Regions from separate parts of the Sus scrofa genome. Here all the other regions are linked to region 2. A link is a contact called in public HiChIP or PLAC-seq data. All regions are on one chromosome and are shown on one strand. The core of a region is the stretch at or near the end of the contact, and the rest is flanking DNA. Distances in the headings are between cores, read along the strand shown.

Region 1 (3,876 bases), core at 1,032-3,531, 210 kb after region 2:
TGAGCATGGCCTCTGAATGACAAGACAGACTTTACTAAATCAGAGTACTTTTCTTGGTCCACTTCTTCATAGGGGTTCACTTTTTTCTTCCGGCCACACAAATAAGAGGAAGTGGAGAAAACCACATGGGAGGCTGGTTCTACAGAAAACCCCTTTGAACTTTTAAGCTGCCTGCAGATGGTCTGAAATGCCTTCATCTTTAGATTTTTTTTTTCCCACTTCCCTCTAGTCTACATGTAATGTTGAGGGCCTTTAAAATGTTTCCATTCCTATCAAAGAGAAAAGTGGGGTTAGATAACAAATGTGTTAAATATTTGAACCATCAAAAATTAAGAGCAGCAACAGTATGATATTGCACATTAAAACTGTATTCAATAAGCTTTTTTGACATGTTTAACAGGGAAGAACAAACATGGCTCCATATTCAATTTATTCCTTTAGCTCAACTTTGAGCTCTATTGCCTGTGCTTAGTCATGTGGGCTCTGCACATATGTAAAAGAATGTTGCCTATAGCCTGAAAAATATAGGATAACCCATTCCCAAGGTTCTGACCTTTAAAGGTATAACACTTTTCCCTCATATAGACAAAAAATTGTAGAACAGAAAATAAAAATTATCTTATTGAGGAACCTGACTGGTATCCGTGAGGACACAGTTTCAATCCCTGGCCTCAATCAGTGGGTTAAGGATCTTGTGTTGCAGGTCGCAGACAAAGCTCAGATCTGGCTGGCACTGCTGTGGCTGTGGAGTAGGCCCGCAGCTGCAGCTCTGATTTGACCCCTAGCCTGGAAACCTCCATATGCTGCAGATGCGGCCTCAAAGAGACAAAAATAAAACAAAAGCCCCACAATTATCTTACTGAGGTTTACAGGAACATTTTGACTGGGTCTACAAGGACAGTAGCAAGAGCAAAGGATTCCTGCACCAAGAAGTTGGCAACAACCAGCCACATTCCCCTCCTTTTATTTATTTATTTATTTTGGTCTTTTTGCCATTTCTTGGGCAGCTCCTGTGGCATATGGAGGTTCCCAGGCTTGGGGTCGAATTGGAGCTGTAGTTGCCAGCCTAGCCAGAGCCATACCAACACACGATCTGAGCTGTGTCTGTGACCTACACCACAGCTCACGCCAACGCCGGAACCTCAACCCACTGAGCAAGGCCAGGGATTGAACCTGCAACCTCATGGTTCCTAGTCGGATTCGTTAACCACTGAGCCATGATGGGAATTCCCCCCTCCTTTTAGTATAAAGGAAGCCTGAATACTAACTGATAAGATGGTTCTTTGGGACACTCCTCCACCATCTTCTCTGAGTGCCTGCTCTCCAATAAAGTCGCTATTCCTTGCCCCAACAACCCTTCTGTCGATTTATAGCCTATGCTGCAGCCAAGGTTGGTAATATTCAGACAAAACTACTTTTAAAGGACCAGCAGTTATTGAGAACTAGAAGACAGTTTGGGGCAAGATGTCTCCAATATTCAATACGGAGAAGTACTACGCCTAGGAAGGGAGGCGTGTGTAAAGAAAAACCAGGACCGGAGTTCCCGTTGTGGCGCGGTGGTTAATGAATCCGACTAGAGAACCATGACGTTGTGGGTTCGATCCCTGGCCTCGCTCAGTGTGTTAAGGATCCGGTGTTGTCGTGAGCTGTGGTCGCAGACACGGCTCGGATCCTGCGTTGCTGTGGCTGCAGCTTAGGCCAGCGGCTACAGCTCTGACTCCTAGCCTGGGAACCTTCATGTGCCGTGGGTGCGGCCCTAGAAAGGACAAAAAAAAAAAAAGAAAAAGAAATACCAGGATCTAGAGGAGGCATGCCAGTCATAGTTAAGTTTACCACTAATTCCCAAATGTTAGATTCTTGGCTAATTAATTCTGTGTGATTTCTCATTCAGCCCCTAACACTCAGTGGGCACTACTGAGATCAGTCTTAAGGAGCTCCTGAGCTGGAGGGCGGCAGTCCCCAGGGCCCACTAACCCATACTCCCCCAAGGAGGCCTCCCGCTCTGATAGCGGCGGAACCATAGTGGGGGAGATGTCGCCTGCGGCCCCTCGAATGGGAGTCAGGATGAGGGAAGAGGCAGCTTAAACAGAAGCCCAGCCCATGGCAGGGGTAGGTACCTCAAGGCCACCACGCTTTGGTAACTCCCAGGGTGTGAACAACCCTCTGGCGCGTACTTTTCATCCGTCCCGCGCCTCCGTCCCCAACTAGGCCCCGCCCCACAAACCGCAGTCCCAGCATGCAGTGCGGAGCTCACGTCCCGCCCCTAGTCCCTCGTTCTTCTCCATTGACAATTAAGGAACCATGGGGAGAACCGCCCCGCTGGCCGAAGCGCGGGCGCCTCCGAATCGCGCCTTTTCTCTCTCACGAGATTTTGCTTACGTCAGAGGTCGTCGCCATCTTGGACTCTGGCTGAGTAATAAATTTCCCCCGCACGAGCGCACGGTCTTTCGCGAGAGGCGCCTCACTTGGCAGGTGTTAAGGGCTCCGCGTTTCCGTCGCGGCCCTACGGTCGGCGGTTTCCGCGTGGCCCGGAGCGAGGGTAGGCCCCGAGTAACTTCTTTGCCCGGCTCCAAGATGGACGGCAGAGGGGACGGGGGAGGCCTCTCAGGGGGAGCACGTGGGGCGCCGCTCGCCTTTCCTGGGGCTGCTGGGATGGTGGCGGAGTCCCGAGGCCTCCCGCCGCCGTCGGGCAGGGAGGCTGGCGGAGGCGGGGCCGCGGCCGCCCCTGAGAGGCTCCCCGGCGGCGGCGGCGGCCCAGCCTCTTCTTTCCTCGCACAGCCAGGCGGCCCCGCTCGAGGCCCGCGTCGCCATGGCCGCGGTTCCCGAGTTGCTGCAGCAGCAGGAGGAGGATCGCAGCAAGGTGAGGCCCTGCCCACCCTCAGGCTCCAGCTTGGGAGGCCCCGGTGATCTCCCGGACCCCACACTCCTTCCCCCGGCCGCGGATTACTCCTTGGGGCCCCAGGGCTGTCCTCCCTCTGGGCTCCCTGGGGCGCTCCTTGGAGACCCGGGAGCGCGTGCTTGACGTGGAAAAGTTCCTGGAACTTCCCTTGGCTCGGTGGAGACCGGCTTGTGAACGTGAAATCCGCTGTTGCGACAAATGACAGCTTGATTTTTTTTGTTGTTGTTGCCTCCGATCCGCGTCCCATTCCCTCGAGAAAACTTTTTGGCTCAGATACTGGGGAAATTTTATCGAGTCAAATATGCAGCGTATTCGTTACAATTAACCGCTAAATGCGTCACTGTGGAGGTTCTGTCATTTTTAGTAGGTGCTCGAATAGTTGAAGACTTATTATGTAAATTACCCCCAGGCTCTTAGATCTTTAGGTCTGAAAGGTAACTGATGCAATAAATTCATGTTACTTTAGCTAGTAAAAGGTTTACGGGCAAGCTTCCGCCTTTATTGGTCCTTTACCCGTTTTGAAATTTATAGAGATTGGTATGAGCAGCAACGTTTTGTGCAAAATCGTCAACAGAAGTTAATCTGACAGAAAATGAAATTTATTCTAAAAATTGGAGGCACTCTCGAATTTAAGAAACCTGGAAGGATCTCTTTAGCAATCTAAGGCACATTTGATCCATAGCTCTTGGAGAAACTTTAGTTTGTGCCAAAGCTCAGATACAGCTGCTGAGTTATTCCAGTAAGGGTGTCATTGCTGTATTAGTTACCGAAATGAAATTGGGATCTTGGGGTATTTTTCTTTTAAAGTTGAAAGAAGTAACCCCCTCCCAAAGCCGGAAGTGGGGACTTGAGAACGATTCTTTTTCTAGAACATTCCAAAGCAGATGGCTGAATAGGAATTTTGGTAGATTGATTTCTCCCCACCTGGCACCTTCTTGATCCAGAATCGAGTTTAGAGGGCTCTTTAAAAGCTAGAC
Region 2 (3,538 bases), core at 862-3,361:
TGAAGAGGAAGTGAGGGTGCTGGATGCAACAGAACAGAAGGCTGAGGCCTTCACAGCAGACAAGCCCTGGGAGTTGAGCAGGTCAGAACAAAAACACTGAGAAGAGATGCTGGCGCAAGAACAGCAGGGTCATGAAGGACTCGGGGTCTGAAAACAGTCCTGTGAAAATGGCCACCCTTACAACAAGCTTTGTTTCCTGGGAAACCAGCTGGGGCTCGGACCCCTGATGGGGCTTTTATAAGGCACAAGATGTCAAAGTTGAGTGAAGAAAACCCACCCTTTCAGCATCCAAAAGGCAAGCTGTCCCCACCTGAGTCCTTTTGCCCACCAGGTGGTCCTCTCTGCAGGCAGGAGCTAGGGGTCAGAACAAGGACTGAAAGGTTCAGGGAGTCGTGGAAACTCTCAAGCTCCTGCAGCGTAGGGTTTCCTCTTCCTGAAAGGCATCAGGAGTGGACCTGCCACAGAAGAAAAGACTGAGGGCAACCTGCTGGGAACAGAGCCCCGATGTGGGCTGGGAAAACAGCCTACCCAACGTGCTGCTGATACCCTGCCAGAGCTGATCCTCTCTCGCCTCTGACCCTAATAAGGACAGTTCCTACTCACTGGGCACCCAGTATATACCAGAGACTGTTCTGGGCACTGTATGAGTTTTAGCTCATTCTAGCCTCACAACCCAGTGAAGTACAATTTATTATCTTCATTTTACAGATGACAGAATTGAGGCACAGTGAGTTCAATCTCTTGCCCAAGGTGACACAGTTATACAGTAACAGAGTCTGGATGAAATCTGACTGTGGAGACCAGGTCTCAAATAGGGCAGTGACAGCGAAGCTCTGTGGGTTGTAAGGATTCTCAGTGTATCATTTTGAGGTGAATCAAGATTGGTCACAAGGTGATAGTTAAACCTGAGTGATGGGTCCATAGAGTTCTACGTATTTGTTTGAAATTTCTCCACAATAAAAACGTTTAAAGGAACTCAAAATCCCAAAGCCCTGCCACACCAGAGATGTGTTAATTCATGATTCCTGTGATCAATGACGGACCCAAGGACCTTTGGAAAACCTGCCCAGGGGGCCCCAGATGACTTCTTCCTCCAAGACTCCAACCCAGGGGCGACCAGCCAAACCGAGACCCTAAGATTGCGCCAAAATGGCCGGCCACCCCACACTCAGCCCAACTCGGGCAGTTTGGCCAAGCCCGGCCGGCCCTCAGCGGGATGCCTCAGCAAAGCCGAGGGGTAGCTGGGCCCAAACAAGTTACCAGCCTCCTCCCACCAAAACTCCAAACACCTGGCTTCAGGTGCGGCCCTCACCGTACCACCTGGGAAATAAAAGGCCCCCAAAAGCCCACTAACTAAACTCCCCCCCAACCTGGGGACTTGTGGCATGAGCGACCCCCTTTCCCAATATCGCTCTTTCGGCTAAAGCCGAACATGTCCACACACAGGAACCCTAGGATGAGGCCGGAGCCCAGCACCCACCAGCCGTGGGCATTACAGCTGAATTTACCCACGTCCCTTGGAGATGCGCGCCCACATCCCAAAATATGACATCCCGGAGAGCTCGGCCTGAGCCACGACAGCGGGTCCCCGCCACTACCTCCTCTCCCAGCCACTCGCACTGTCCCAACCCGAGCCCACAGACCAGACTTACCTTTCCGCGCGGAGAGGGTACGGCTGCGAAGAAGTCTCGTGGGAGCCCCACTCACCAGCGCCACCAAAGAACAAGGGGTCACTCCAGGCACCAGCTGGGGAGCTACTCCAGCAGGACGCCGGGACTACACTGCCCAGAATCTTCGGCCCGGCGCCGGGACCACACCTCCCAGGATGCTCGGCGGCTCCCCAAACGCGCCGCCGGCCAGCGGCTCCCACGGGCCTCTGAGGGAGCTGTTTCTGGGTAACATGCTCCAGCACCGGAGAATGGCCCCTGTGTCACGTGACTCCCCTTCTTTCTTCTTAAAAGCAGTGGATAAAACATGTAGAAGATAGCGGGAACAATTTCCTAGCTGTGCCGCGACCCGCCTTCTCCAGCAACTCCGCGTTAAAGACTACACTCCCCAGCGACCCCCGCAGTGACTTCTGTATCGGTTCCGGCCCGCCCCTCGGCTCCCGGAAATGACGTATAAGGGAGCCTCTGTTTGGCTTCTGGGTGGGCGGAGGTGTAAAGTGTGGTTTCTGGTCCCAAGTGCGAGTCAGAAAGCCCCAGCTGTGGTTCCGTGCTCGCATAACCATTTACCTCACTTAAACCCAAGGGGCGGGGACTGAGACTGGGAGAGTCAAGGCCGTATTCCCGCGGTCTCAGAGCTGGAAGAAGGCAGACCCAGTTCGGAGTCCACGCCCTCAACCGGAACATCCCCATGTGCACCCGAAATTCTTTCCCTCCTTTCCCTCTCTCGAAGTCCACAAGTTTGTGGGTAATCTCTCTTCCATCTCCTAGGAGACAGGGACCTCACTGTTAGACCACGATTTGGGCTGAGTCCCTTGTCTTGGCTTTGTCTACTGGGGAAAAAAAAATACAAAGCACAACCTAAAAGTTGAAAATTATGTTTTATTTGATAGCTTTAACCTGAGGGGCACCCTCTCAGCTCAGAAGAACTGTTCCAAAGAGTTAAGAGAGGAGCCAGGATATACAGGAGGTTTTACTGAAAAAAACCTGTAGCAGAACATCAGACTACTTCAAATCACTCAACTGTGATGATTTTTGTGCCTTTCTATGCATGGGAAAATGGAAGAGTCTGAACTCACTGAACTTACTGCTTTGATATATACCTTAACTATCTTGGGCCAGTATTCTGTTCTCCTCAATTCCACTTGGGTGCACAGTCCAGGGATTGATGGCAGGCAACATTTTTTTCTTCACAATTCCCTGGGTCTTTGTTCAGGGTCCTGGTTGAGAACGGGGTGGCACTGATGCCATCTGGCACACTCCAACTGGGGAGCCAGATAGCACACCCCATTTCACTGTGGAGGGGCTTGTCCACTAGGGCATCCTCTCAATTCTCTTTACTTTCTACAGACGTGCTTTCTAAAAATTCATCCTACTCTAGGAAGATCAAGAAGACATTCACATGGGAGTTCTCATTGTGATGCTGTGGGTTAAGGATCAGCATTGCTGCAGCTGTGGCATTGGTTGCAGCTGCAGCTCGGATTCTGTCCCTGGCCCGGGAACTTCAATATGCTGCAAGTGCACTCAAAAAAGAAAAAGGTGGGGGAGGGGAGAAGAAGGAAGGGAGAGAGGGAAGAAAGAAAATGTTTACATGACTGGGGAAGCCAGGGAGAGACAAGAATTTCCTAAAATTTCTTTTTAGCTCTTGGAGGATGAATCCATTCTATTCTCTCACTCAAAGGCTGCCTTGTTTGTAATGAATTAAGTTCAACCCTTGCCCTGGAGAAAGTATTGTCTAACTTGGAGCCCTCTCTCCCCATTCCTCTCTGCCCCACCCCATGACTCAGTCATTCACCAAGAGATTAGTGTCGACTGAAAAAAAAATGCACAAGTTAAAAATTGAGAATTGTGTTTTATTAGGTGGACTTTCACTG
Region 3 (3,967 bases), core at 685-3,184, 220 kb before region 2:
ATTCAAATATGAGGCCTGGCTAACCAGAAGGTTCCTCCAGCACCTTGAGAGAATTCCGTTCTGCTAACACCTTCCCACAATTAACACCCTTATCTTTTTTAATATGCAGGATGGTTTAGTTGTTGTTTATAACGAAAATCATACAATTTAACTAGTAAACTGAAATCATTCAATCTATTCTGCTAATCTCACTGAACCATGTTTTCAATATTTCAGATCAGCAGAACGGAACGTTCTCCATTCAGATCAAAATTTAATACTCCAAAGTTTGCTCACTGTTCATGATGAACACACAGAGCAAACTGCAAGATACTTCTCAGAAGCCAAAAAAAAGACATTTTCCTCCATGAATTTTCCCAGTTTTAGTGAAGTTACATATATTAACTAAAATGCTAAAAAAAAAAACCCAGTTCTCAAATTCCATAAAGCCCAGAGCTATCCTATTCCCTATTACTCCAGGACCATAACCAAAACCAGCTACCACAACAGCTTAGAAATCATTACGCAGGATTGGAAAGTAGAATCTCAAATCTAAATATATGGTTTTACTGAGCTTGGTTGTTTCTTCGGGATTTTGCTGTTTTGGTTTTAGATTTATACTTTCCTGGACACAAAAACACATACTTGGTATGGACTGGCTTGAAGGAAAGGCTATCTAGGATTACCTGAATGAAACAGTATTAGAATTCTGCCAAAAACAAAAAAAACAAAAAACAAAAAACTGGAAGATAATCTAAAATTAGTCATTTAAAATTTCCTGATATCTTTACTATCTTGGCTTGAGTTTTTTAAAACGACTCCCTTCTAGGAAATGTGTGGTGACTGTGAGTTAAAGATCCAGCATTGTCACTGCTGTGCTTACAGCAGTGGCCGCGGGTTCCATCCCTGGCCCAGGAACTTCCTCAAGCTGCGGATGCCACCAAAAAGTAAAAAAAAAAAAACAAACAAACAAAAATATAAACGACTCCGTTCTATCCATTAATCATCTGGACCCCTGATGCTCAAACCAGACTACAGTGATCAACTGATGACTAATGGTTGGGTGGCTTGGTCAACAAGAAACTGGTGGAAAAGAGAAACATCTCATCCTGAATCCTTTAGATTCTGACTGTCCCTTCAGGGCTCGGTGAGGAAGGGGAGTCCTGGGCAGGAACGCGCTGCACCGGGGCTGGGCGCTGGGCACGTGGGCGGACACACGGTCAGAACTCACCCCTACCGACAACTCTTCACAGCTGTGCATCTCACTGGGCGTCAAGCTCCATCAAAACTGGGATATGGAGAAAATGGGCAACAAAAGGAAAATGTCGAGCAGAAGGTTGCAAAATGGGTAGTTCTTGCTCCGGAAATGCTCCCTACATGTTGTTTGTGCAACATTCCACGAAGAACGGGCCACAGAGGTGCTCAGAGGATGCTAGGAGGTTCGGCCACCTGGCACTCAGGACTGAAAGAAACGCTGGTGAAAATAATGAGGCGCGTTCATCGTGAACCCTAAGCGGAAACCCTGCAGCTCGGGCCGCGCCGGGACCCCCCGGGCACGTGGACGGCACCGCAAGCCGGCCGGGGCTGCGCGCCGCCGGGGACCGAGCTCGCGCAGGGCTGCAGCTGCCCCGGGGCGGCGCGGGGGAACCCTCGCGGGGGTGGCCGTGTCGGCCGGGCGCGGGGTCAGGGGCGGCTCCTCCCGGCCCGGCCCCGCCCGACTGACCTGTGACGCTGGCCCGGGTGACGCGCTGCACCACGGCCTTCATGGCGGCGGCTGGGGCGAGCGGGGCGGCGCCGGACGGCTTCCGGCCTCGAGACTCTCCAGGCGGCGCGGCGACAGACGCCCTCTGCGGGTGACACCAGGAAGTGCGCGGGCGGCCCTGCAGGACCCGCTAGTCGGCAGCTCGCCCACGTCGGCCACGCCCACCCACAGGTTGTTCCCGCCGGCGTCGGTCACGCCCACCTGAGCCCTAAGTATAGCCCCGCCCCCGTCATAGGCCCCACCCATTCTCGATCCTGCCCCACCCACAGCTGAGCCACGCCCCAACGCTGGGATCCAGCAACCCCCTTCCCAGTCCCCACCCCCAGCCACACTCACAGGTGCCCTGACAGCAGTTTCTGCACCTGTTTCTTCTCACATCTCGGGCCTAAGAACCAGTCGTAACTAAATCCCAGCTTTGTTGTCCAGACTCCTAATCCTAATTGTGTTTCTCTTTTCATTTTCCACCCCTCAGGCCCCAGACCCTCCCAAATTCTTTTTCCCTTGTCTTCCTGTCTCAGTGGTTCCTCAGAAGCCAGATAGAAGAGGATCTACTGCCTAAAGCAGCCATTTAAGTGTTTCCGTATTCACTTGACTTAGCCATGTCAGGACACTGCAGATACATGACTATGTTACTCTAATCCCTTCTCTAATACTGATGCTTAGTCTCTCTCACAGGATCGTTAAAAGATTTGAATAAAATATACAAGTGCTTAGAAGCTGAAAGGACTGTACAAGTATTACCCTGACAAATTAGTATCACTGATAAAAACAAGCCCCTCTCATGTGTCCCCTTACAGTGTAACAGTACTTGTGGGTGTAGAGTGATGGGGTTTGGAAACAAAATTGGGTCTGCTTGCCCATGTGTAGTAAAGCCGATCTACTGATACCAGGTTGTGGTGAGGGAACGTGCAGTGTTGACTGTAATGGCGCCCTACTAGGAGAACAGGTGTCTCATGCTCAATAACTCCAAACTCCCAGAAAGGTTTCAACCAGGTGGTGGGGAGGGGGGTCACAGGGCATGTGATCAGCTCATGCACAGTTCTCTAGCTGATGGTGAGGAAACAGGGCACCATCACAGGTAACATTATCAATCCTTGGAGTTCCCATCATGGCTCAGCGGTTAACGAACCCGACTAGCATCCATGAGGACTTGGTTTTGATCCCAGGGCCCGATCAGTGGGTTAAGGATCTGGCATTGCCATGAGCTGTGCTGTAGGCTGGCAGCTACAGCTCCAAATGGACCCCTAGCCTGGGAACCTCCATGTGCCTCGGTGTGGCCCTAAAAGACAGACACACAGACAGACACAAACACACACACAATTATCAATCCTTAGGTGCTAGTATGTCTGGAGGCTACTTGCTCAGGATGATCAAGTATTTAATTTCTTCCATTTGGTGGGGGTTTTAGCATCTGTAAAACAACTCAGAAATGTTTATCAGATACTATTATCTGGGTACTATGGGATGAGGGGAGGGCTGTCACAGGAAGGCCCCACAGGGCCCCCCCAGGTTATAAGGACTCTCTACCCCATATATGGCAACTCAGCATATTGAATATGTTTGAGTTTAAGGACTTTGAGAAAACAGCAGAAGCAGGAAAGTCACTCTGATGTCCCCTTACCCACTTGGGTCCTTGGACTGTTGAATCGGTAGGCATTGAAGCCAGGCATTCCCTTTGTGGCTCAGCAGAAACGAATGACTAGCATCCATGAGGACACAGGTTCAATCCCTTGCCTCACTCAGTAGGTTAAGGATCCGGCGTTGCTGTGGCTGTGGTGTATGCCAGCAGTTGCAGCTCCGATTTGACCCCTAGCCTGGGAATCTCCATATCCTGCAGGTGCGGCCCTGAAAAAAAAAAAAAAAAAATTGAGACCAGATGAGAATCCCAGGAATGGCTTCAAGGGGAATCCATGCAGCAGGAGAGGAAAGACAAAAATAGGTACTCTTGCTTGCTTTCCCAGGAGCTCAGGCTGATTCCTTAAGTGGGCTGAGGGTGGGAACAGATTAGTTCTTTGGGACAGAGGGGTGACTTAGGTGATCTGCCAGCCCCCTTGGTGGTGCTGTGTGCAGGGCTCATGCCCAGTATCCTGCTTTGCTCCTGGCAGCTCAGAAGCGGCAGTTGGGTTTTGGCCTTTTTATATCTTACTGTTCATCATTTGCCCCAATGTAGTGCATGTGTGCAGTTATTTTTAGTCCCTTATGACTTATTTGTATTTTGTTGCTCGA

The links. HiChIP or PLAC-seq counts read pairs in DNA pulled down with a chosen protein or histone mark.
Region 1: a contact with region 2 is called in an H3K27ac HiChIP or PLAC-seq map of alveolar macrophages. The contact joins the promoter of SNX5 here to the promoter of ZNF133 in region 2. A contact is called at or near these places in 1 of 5 promoter capture datasets (fetal liver), 1 of 47 Hi-C or Micro-C datasets (heart right ventricle) and 1 of 2 datasets of contacts at active chromatin or transcription factors (alveolar macrophages).
Region 3: an H3K27ac HiChIP or PLAC-seq map of alveolar macrophages shows a contact between it and region 2. The contact joins the promoter of DTD1 here to the promoter of ZNF133 in region 2. A contact is called at or near these places in 1 of 47 Hi-C or Micro-C datasets (liver) and 1 of 2 datasets of contacts at active chromatin or transcription factors (alveolar macrophages).

Annotation. Positions count from the first base shown.
Region 1 is chr17:26,380,082-26,383,957 of Sscrofa11.1, reverse strand. SNX5 (sorting nexin-5) reads left to right here and starts at 2,281. Exons shown (of 14, transcript XM_021078329.1): 1 at 2,281-2,539; 2 at 2,779-2,860. The coding sequence starts at 2,810. MGME1 (mitochondrial genome maintenance exonuclease 1) reads right to left here and starts at 2,397. Exons shown (of 5, transcript XM_021078251.1): 1 at 2,380-2,397; 2 at 1-230. The coding sequence starts at 2,397.
Region 2 is chr17:26,594,150-26,597,687 of Sscrofa11.1, reverse strand. It overlaps ZNF133 (zinc finger protein 133), which reads right to left and starts at 2,111. Exons shown (of 5, transcript XM_021077593.1): 1 at 1,653-2,111; 2 at 311-455.
Region 3 is chr17:26,809,106-26,813,072 of Sscrofa11.1, reverse strand. It overlaps DTD1 (D-tyrosyl-tRNA(Tyr) deacylase 1), which reads right to left and starts at 1,934. Exons shown (of 6, transcript XM_003134277.6): 1 at 1,703-1,934. The coding sequence starts at 1,745.